Regions from separate parts of the Mus musculus genome. Here region 1 is linked to region 2. The links are chromatin contacts, called in public Hi-C maps. All regions are on one chromosome and are shown on one strand. The core of a region is the stretch at or near the end of the contact, and the rest is flanking DNA. Distances in the headings are between cores, read along the strand shown.

Region 1 (2,700 bases), core at 22-2,521, 80 kb after region 2:
ACATTCCGCTTTCTGCCCTGGAGAATCTCCAAAGCCTTACTGGACTGAGGGTAGCTCGGTGGGTGATGGCAGAATGGTCCATTCACCTTGCTCCTTATACAACTGTGATTTATGCATAGTCTAGCCTTAGGGGTTAATATCCATTGTCCCGTGGTCTGGTCAGGTAAGCTCTAGCCATCACATACATGATCTCTGCCTCCTGGTGTCAGTCATTTGAAGAGCTATGTGCTTTGAGTCTGGAACTGGAATGTAAATGTTTGGATATATACACATGTATTCACTACCAATATGTTAACACTAGACAATCTAAACCTCCGACGAGCACAATGTTAATAATAAGAGGAAAGACTTTCTAGTTCTGTGCTAAGAACACATTACTCCTCAAACTGATCTGCATTAAACCCTGTAGATTACAGTAAGTACGAATCTAAACAGAAAGAAGGCACATCAGTGGCCAGGTACTATAGCTTTGAATTCCTGGGCTGCAAAGGCCGATAAGGATGCTTGGGATTCTGATCTACTAGGTACGTGATGTGATGAGAATGAAACTCTAGAGGTTTAAAGTCCTGTAACTTAACTTCCCAGACAGGGCCCCTACAAGAGAAGGCACGGGGCCTGCAGACAACCCAAATGGAGGTCTGATTCATTTGCAGTTCTTATGGTGTTGGCTTTGCTATGGCCAGGGATTCTACCATTGTTGAGAGTCGATAGAGGCATCGTTGAAGCCTCCTGCTTGCTCCCATTGCCTGGGAGGAACAATGAACACTTGCTGGCCGACCCCTCTGTATGCCCCCAAATCTTAAATGGACTGAGCCCAGCCCACATCTGAGTGGAACAAGAGGTTGCTGGGGCACTCGGATGAATCCTCGATTTGGATGGCATGGGGTGTTTCAGACTCTGTAGGGATGTCAGGCCCAATATGAAGTCCACTGTCTACACTTCTCTCCTCATCAAGCAGGCCACGCCTTTCCCTTTAGTGGAGTCTTTGAGTTCCAGTGCAGAATGCGGTCACCTCAAGGGAGTCTTTTTGTCAGAGCAGTGACTCTTGATTTCACTCACAGAGATAGATTCTCTCCCTGGAGCCTCCTCCAAGACCCCGGAGCCCACAGCAACCACCGATGAGTCAGCTCAGATTCTCTCAGGTCACTGCCAGCTCACCCTTTCCATCTGTGTGAGTCACTGAAAATGTCAACCTCGGTTCAGTTTCTGTGCCCTGGGTACTCACCAGCCACGGTGTTAGTAGGTGACCCAGGCCTGGCTTCCTGCCCAGAGCTCCTTTGGCCTGGGTTTCTGCAATTTGGCTGGAAGCAGGAAGAACTAACCTTGGTTTGGTGGCCCACATCCCGAGTGCCCTCTTTTCACAGGACATCCGGCTTTTTTGTCTGCCTTCCTGACCAGGTCCTATGAAGTCACTAGTGCTGCTACAAAACTCCTCCTCCATTACACCAGGTCCACTGTGAGAGACAGGAGACCGTAGGACCAGGCAGAACAGCACTATTGGGCAATCGGGGATCTTAGTGAATTGCATCTCCTCTCCTCTGAATAAAGAGTAAACTGAAAAAGACCACAGCAGAGCCTAACACATCAGTTCCACCAGGGATTTAAGAATGCTGCTTGCATTTGTGACCACAATGGCTTCCTCCTCAGAGATATTCTTGACCAGAACTGCTAAGCAATTCTAGACACCAAGACTGTCCTCTTCTCTGGGCAGTCTTTACTGGGGCCTTAGGAGTTTGGAAAACAACTGAACCATGTGGAGACTTCAGGGAGGCCTGGGAGAAGAGGCTCCATCAGTCTTGCTTGACAGGGAATCATGGGCCACGAGTACGGGCAGAAACATTAGTATTCACCAGTCTATCCTTATAGGGGCAGAGAAAAGGCAAGCAGGGAATGTAGCCAGATCCCTAGAAAAGATAGAACTTGCTAAATTCGCAGGTCGATGGGAGCCCAGGCAAAGGGAATTACCAGTTTGAACTCCACCTAAAAACTTCCATTTCTACACATGTAAGGAGAACTTATATGAAAAGAAAGAACCTAGAGGCAAATGAGAAAGGCTAGAGGGACTAGAAAGATGGTTCAGTGGTTAAGATCACCAGCTGCTCTTCCAGAGGATCAGGGTTCAATTCCTAGCAACCATGTGCATGGATGCTCACAGCTGTCTGTAACTCCTGTTTCAAGACACCCTCATACAGACATACAAGCAAAACACAAATGAACATAAAATTAAAAAAAATCAATTTAATTTTTTAAAAAAGCTCATTTGTTATAAAAGGAAAAAATTTAAAAATCTTTTAGAGTGGGGAGAAAATCGTTAAGAAGAGAAGATTTGGGGATAATGTAAGGATGGCAGGAAGTACTATGTTTCCAAACATGGTGACATATGCTTATAATGCCAGTGCCAGGAAGCAGACCAGCCATCCTAGCTACTTGGAGAGTTCCAGGCCCGTGAGAAACCCTACTTCTAAAAGCAAGGTGGACAGTTCTTGTAGAAGGATACCTGAGATTGTCCCCCGGCTTACACACACACACACACACACACACACACACACTCACTCACACACACACAGCACCACAAACATGCTTCAGGAAACATTAAACAGAGCGAAGGACAATTTAGAGAACTAAGTGCTCACTGTCTCGTCGGGTTTCTTAAATGGACAAACACATGCGCTGGAACCAAAACACACTCGGTCTGCAGAG
Region 2 (2,700 bases), core at 31-2,530:
TTTCTTGTAGGCCGTCCACATTGTTAGTATCTAATATGGGTCTCTCATGGTCCTTTGCATTTCTGTGCTGTGAGAAACCTTGTTTCATCTCTGACTTTGAGTCTTCTCCATCTTCCTTGTTAGAGCAGAACATTTAGTCGTTCTCATTTACCTTTTCAAAACCCACAGCTCCATCACTCAGCATGCTGGTCACAGAACATGGTGGCCCATGTCTGTCATCTCCCCACTGTGGAGACAGACAGGGAGATCTAGGTCACCTGGGCTGCAAAGGCAAAGCCTGTCTTATAAACAACAAGAAGCTGCTTTGATTGATTGTAGTTTTTAAAATTTCCATTCTGGTTGTCAGTCTTTTCTCTCGTTTGGATTTTCTTTGCTCTCACTCCAGATTGTTAGTGTGCTGCGGAGTCTGTGGGGTAGCGCCTTTGATTTGCCCATGTACTACTGCATGCTTCTCTGTAATGTGCTTCTTTACCCAGACTTCATAGACTCTGGTATGTTAGGGTCATTTTCATTCTTATAGCATTTTGTATTTCTTTTTTAACTTCTCCAGTTAGCCACTGGACTTTTAGGAGCGTGTTACTGAATTCCCATCTATGTGCATACTTTCTACTGTGGCCACTCTGTGCTTCTCTCCCATTATGAGAAAATGTCACGGTTTCAGTTTGGTTTGGTTTGGTTTGGTTTAAAGATGTATTTATTTTATTTATATGAGTACACTGTAGCTGTCTTCAGACACACATCAGATCCCATTACAGATGGTTGTGAGCCACTATGTGTTTGTTGTGAATTGAACTCAGGACCTCTGGAAGAGCAGTCAGTGCTCTTAACCATTGAGGCATCTCTAAAATTTCCCATAATTTCTGTTTTTAAAAGTTTATTAAAACTTAGCTAGGCAGTGGTGGCATACACTTTTAATCCCAGCACTCAGGAGACAGAGACAGGTACATCTCTGTGAGTTGGAGGCCTACTGGGTCTACAGAGTAAGTTCCAGTATACCCAGGGCTACAAAAAGAAACCCTGTCTTTTGAAAAAAAAAAAAAGTCTGTGTTTTTATATATATTGCCTGACAGAACATCTTAAGGGTAGAACTATTTATTTGGGTCCTGGCTTTATTGATTTCTGGACCCATAAGCTTGAGCAGAATATAATGACAGTAGGAGTGTATACTAAGGGATCTGTTTACTCATGGCTGGATAAAAGAAAAGAGAGGGACTGTAGAAAAGAGCAGGACAATTTATTGTCCTCATTAACACAGTGACACACTTCCTCTAACTGGGCCCAACCTCCTGACGTAACCACATCCTAATACCATCATATTATGAATCATCAACCAATCGCTACACTATGTCAGTACCTTCATAAGCAAACTTTCCGTGGAAATTCCTTTCAAGCACACCCAGAAATGTGGTCTACTAATCACTTAGATGTCTATTTGATGTTTGTACTAGCCACCACATTTGATGATGTGCCCTAAAGATTGTTCCGTGCATTGATAAGAGAGGGAAAACATGTGTCCTACTGCTGTTGGATGAAAAAAAAAATGTGTCCTATTGCTGCTGGTAAAAGATGTATACATGGAGGAATAGGAGGCAGAGACAGGAGAACCCCAGAGACTCATTAGCCAGCAGGCCTGGTACACAACAGTGAAAATTAAGAGACCCTGTCTGAAACAAGATGGAAGGTGAAGACCACTGCCTGCACTTATCCTCTGACGTCACACATGGGACCACATTCACATGTGACAGCAGGAAAGAGGAAAACACTTGGTTAAAGCTCCATGTTGGTAGCTTGCAGGCGGTCCTTTGGATTTTTTATACATAGTCATCCATATAGTTGGAGCTGTGAAAAATCACTGAGATTGTTCTCAATACACTCCCTTTTCATCTGCTGGGATTCCTGTAGTGTGAAAGTTGTCCATTTGGTAGTATTCCATAAAGTCCATAAGTTCTCTGTTCTTTTCATTCTCCCTCCTTTTCCTATCTAACTACTGCTATGCCTGAGGTTAACTCGGAAGGCGTGTCCTCCACATCAGAAACCCTTCCACTTGTTGTAGTCTTTTGTGGAAGCTATTACTTTTTTTTTTTTTTTCAGGGTTTTAGTTCGAAGATCAGTCTTTGTTTTTTGTTTGTTTGTTGTACAGATTCTGTGTCTTTGGTGAATTTCTCACTTGTACCTTGAATTGTTTTTCTCATTTCTTTGTATCATTCATGTGTTTTGCTTTGTATGTCACTAAGTTCAAATCATTGCTTTACATTTTTTTTCAGGCATCCTTAGCTTTTTCTCTGAGATCTTTTTCTGAAAGATTGTTTTCGTTAAGGGCATTAGGCTTCCTCTGATGCTCTCTCCTCGAACTGATGTCTACATATTTGGTGTAATATTTACTTACTCTGACTATTTTATGAAGTAGCTTTTGTACGAAAGGTTTTGTTTGTATGGATCTATCAGTTGGTAGGTGCATCGGGTTCAGTTATAGGCAGCTCACTAGCACATCTCTCAGTTTCTTCAGCTTTGGTGTCAAGTGTCTAGAATGCAATGATCCCAAAATTGTCATAGGTTTTCAGTGGACATAAGCAAAGTGACATGTCCATTAGCAATACATACTTGAGCCCTGGTGGCACCAGTGCTTGCAGTTGTATTTGTAGTGTTGATGATGCAGAATATGGAGAGAACTATCCCTTGGTCCCTCAGTACAAGAAGAGC

The links. Hi-C and Micro-C count contacts between places; a contact is called where the count stands out from the background.
Region 1: a contact with region 2 is called in a Hi-C map of pancreatic cancer cells, with 2.3 times the contacts expected there. The contact joins two enhancer-like sites. A contact is called at or near these places in 1 of 15 datasets of contacts at CTCF or cohesin (the NIH/3T3 cell line), 8 of 484 Hi-C or Micro-C datasets (CD8 T cells, the MNK3 cell line, Th1 cells and 4 more), 2 of 115 datasets of contacts at active chromatin or transcription factors (embryonic stem cells and pancreatic cancer cells) and 2 of 9 other capture datasets (adipose tissue and liver).

The regions. Positions count from the first base shown.
Region 1 is chr3:132,870,345-132,873,044 of GRCm38.p6, forward strand. All of the region lies in intron 1 of Gm29811 (predicted gene, 29811), which reads right to left. Among named protein-coding and RNA genes, the nearest start is that of Gm29811, 6.9 kb to the right of the region's middle. Within about 2 kb of position 1,272, at least 114 of the 459 cell types and tissues checked have an H3K27ac peak or open chromatin away from gene starts, as enhancers often do. A contact at or near this core is called in CD8 T cells, the MNK3 cell line, the NIH/3T3 cell line and 2 more, where this site is marked.
Region 2 is chr3:132,790,026-132,792,725 of GRCm38.p6, forward strand. The region is part of intron 23 of Tbck (TBC1 domain containing kinase); the gene reads left to right. Among named protein-coding and RNA genes, the nearest start is that of Gm30294, 14 kb to the left of the region's middle. Within about 2 kb of position 1,281, at least 39 of the 459 cell types and tissues checked have an H3K27ac peak or open chromatin away from gene starts, as enhancers often do. A contact at or near this core is called in CD8 T cells, the MNK3 cell line, the NIH/3T3 cell line and 2 more, where this site is marked.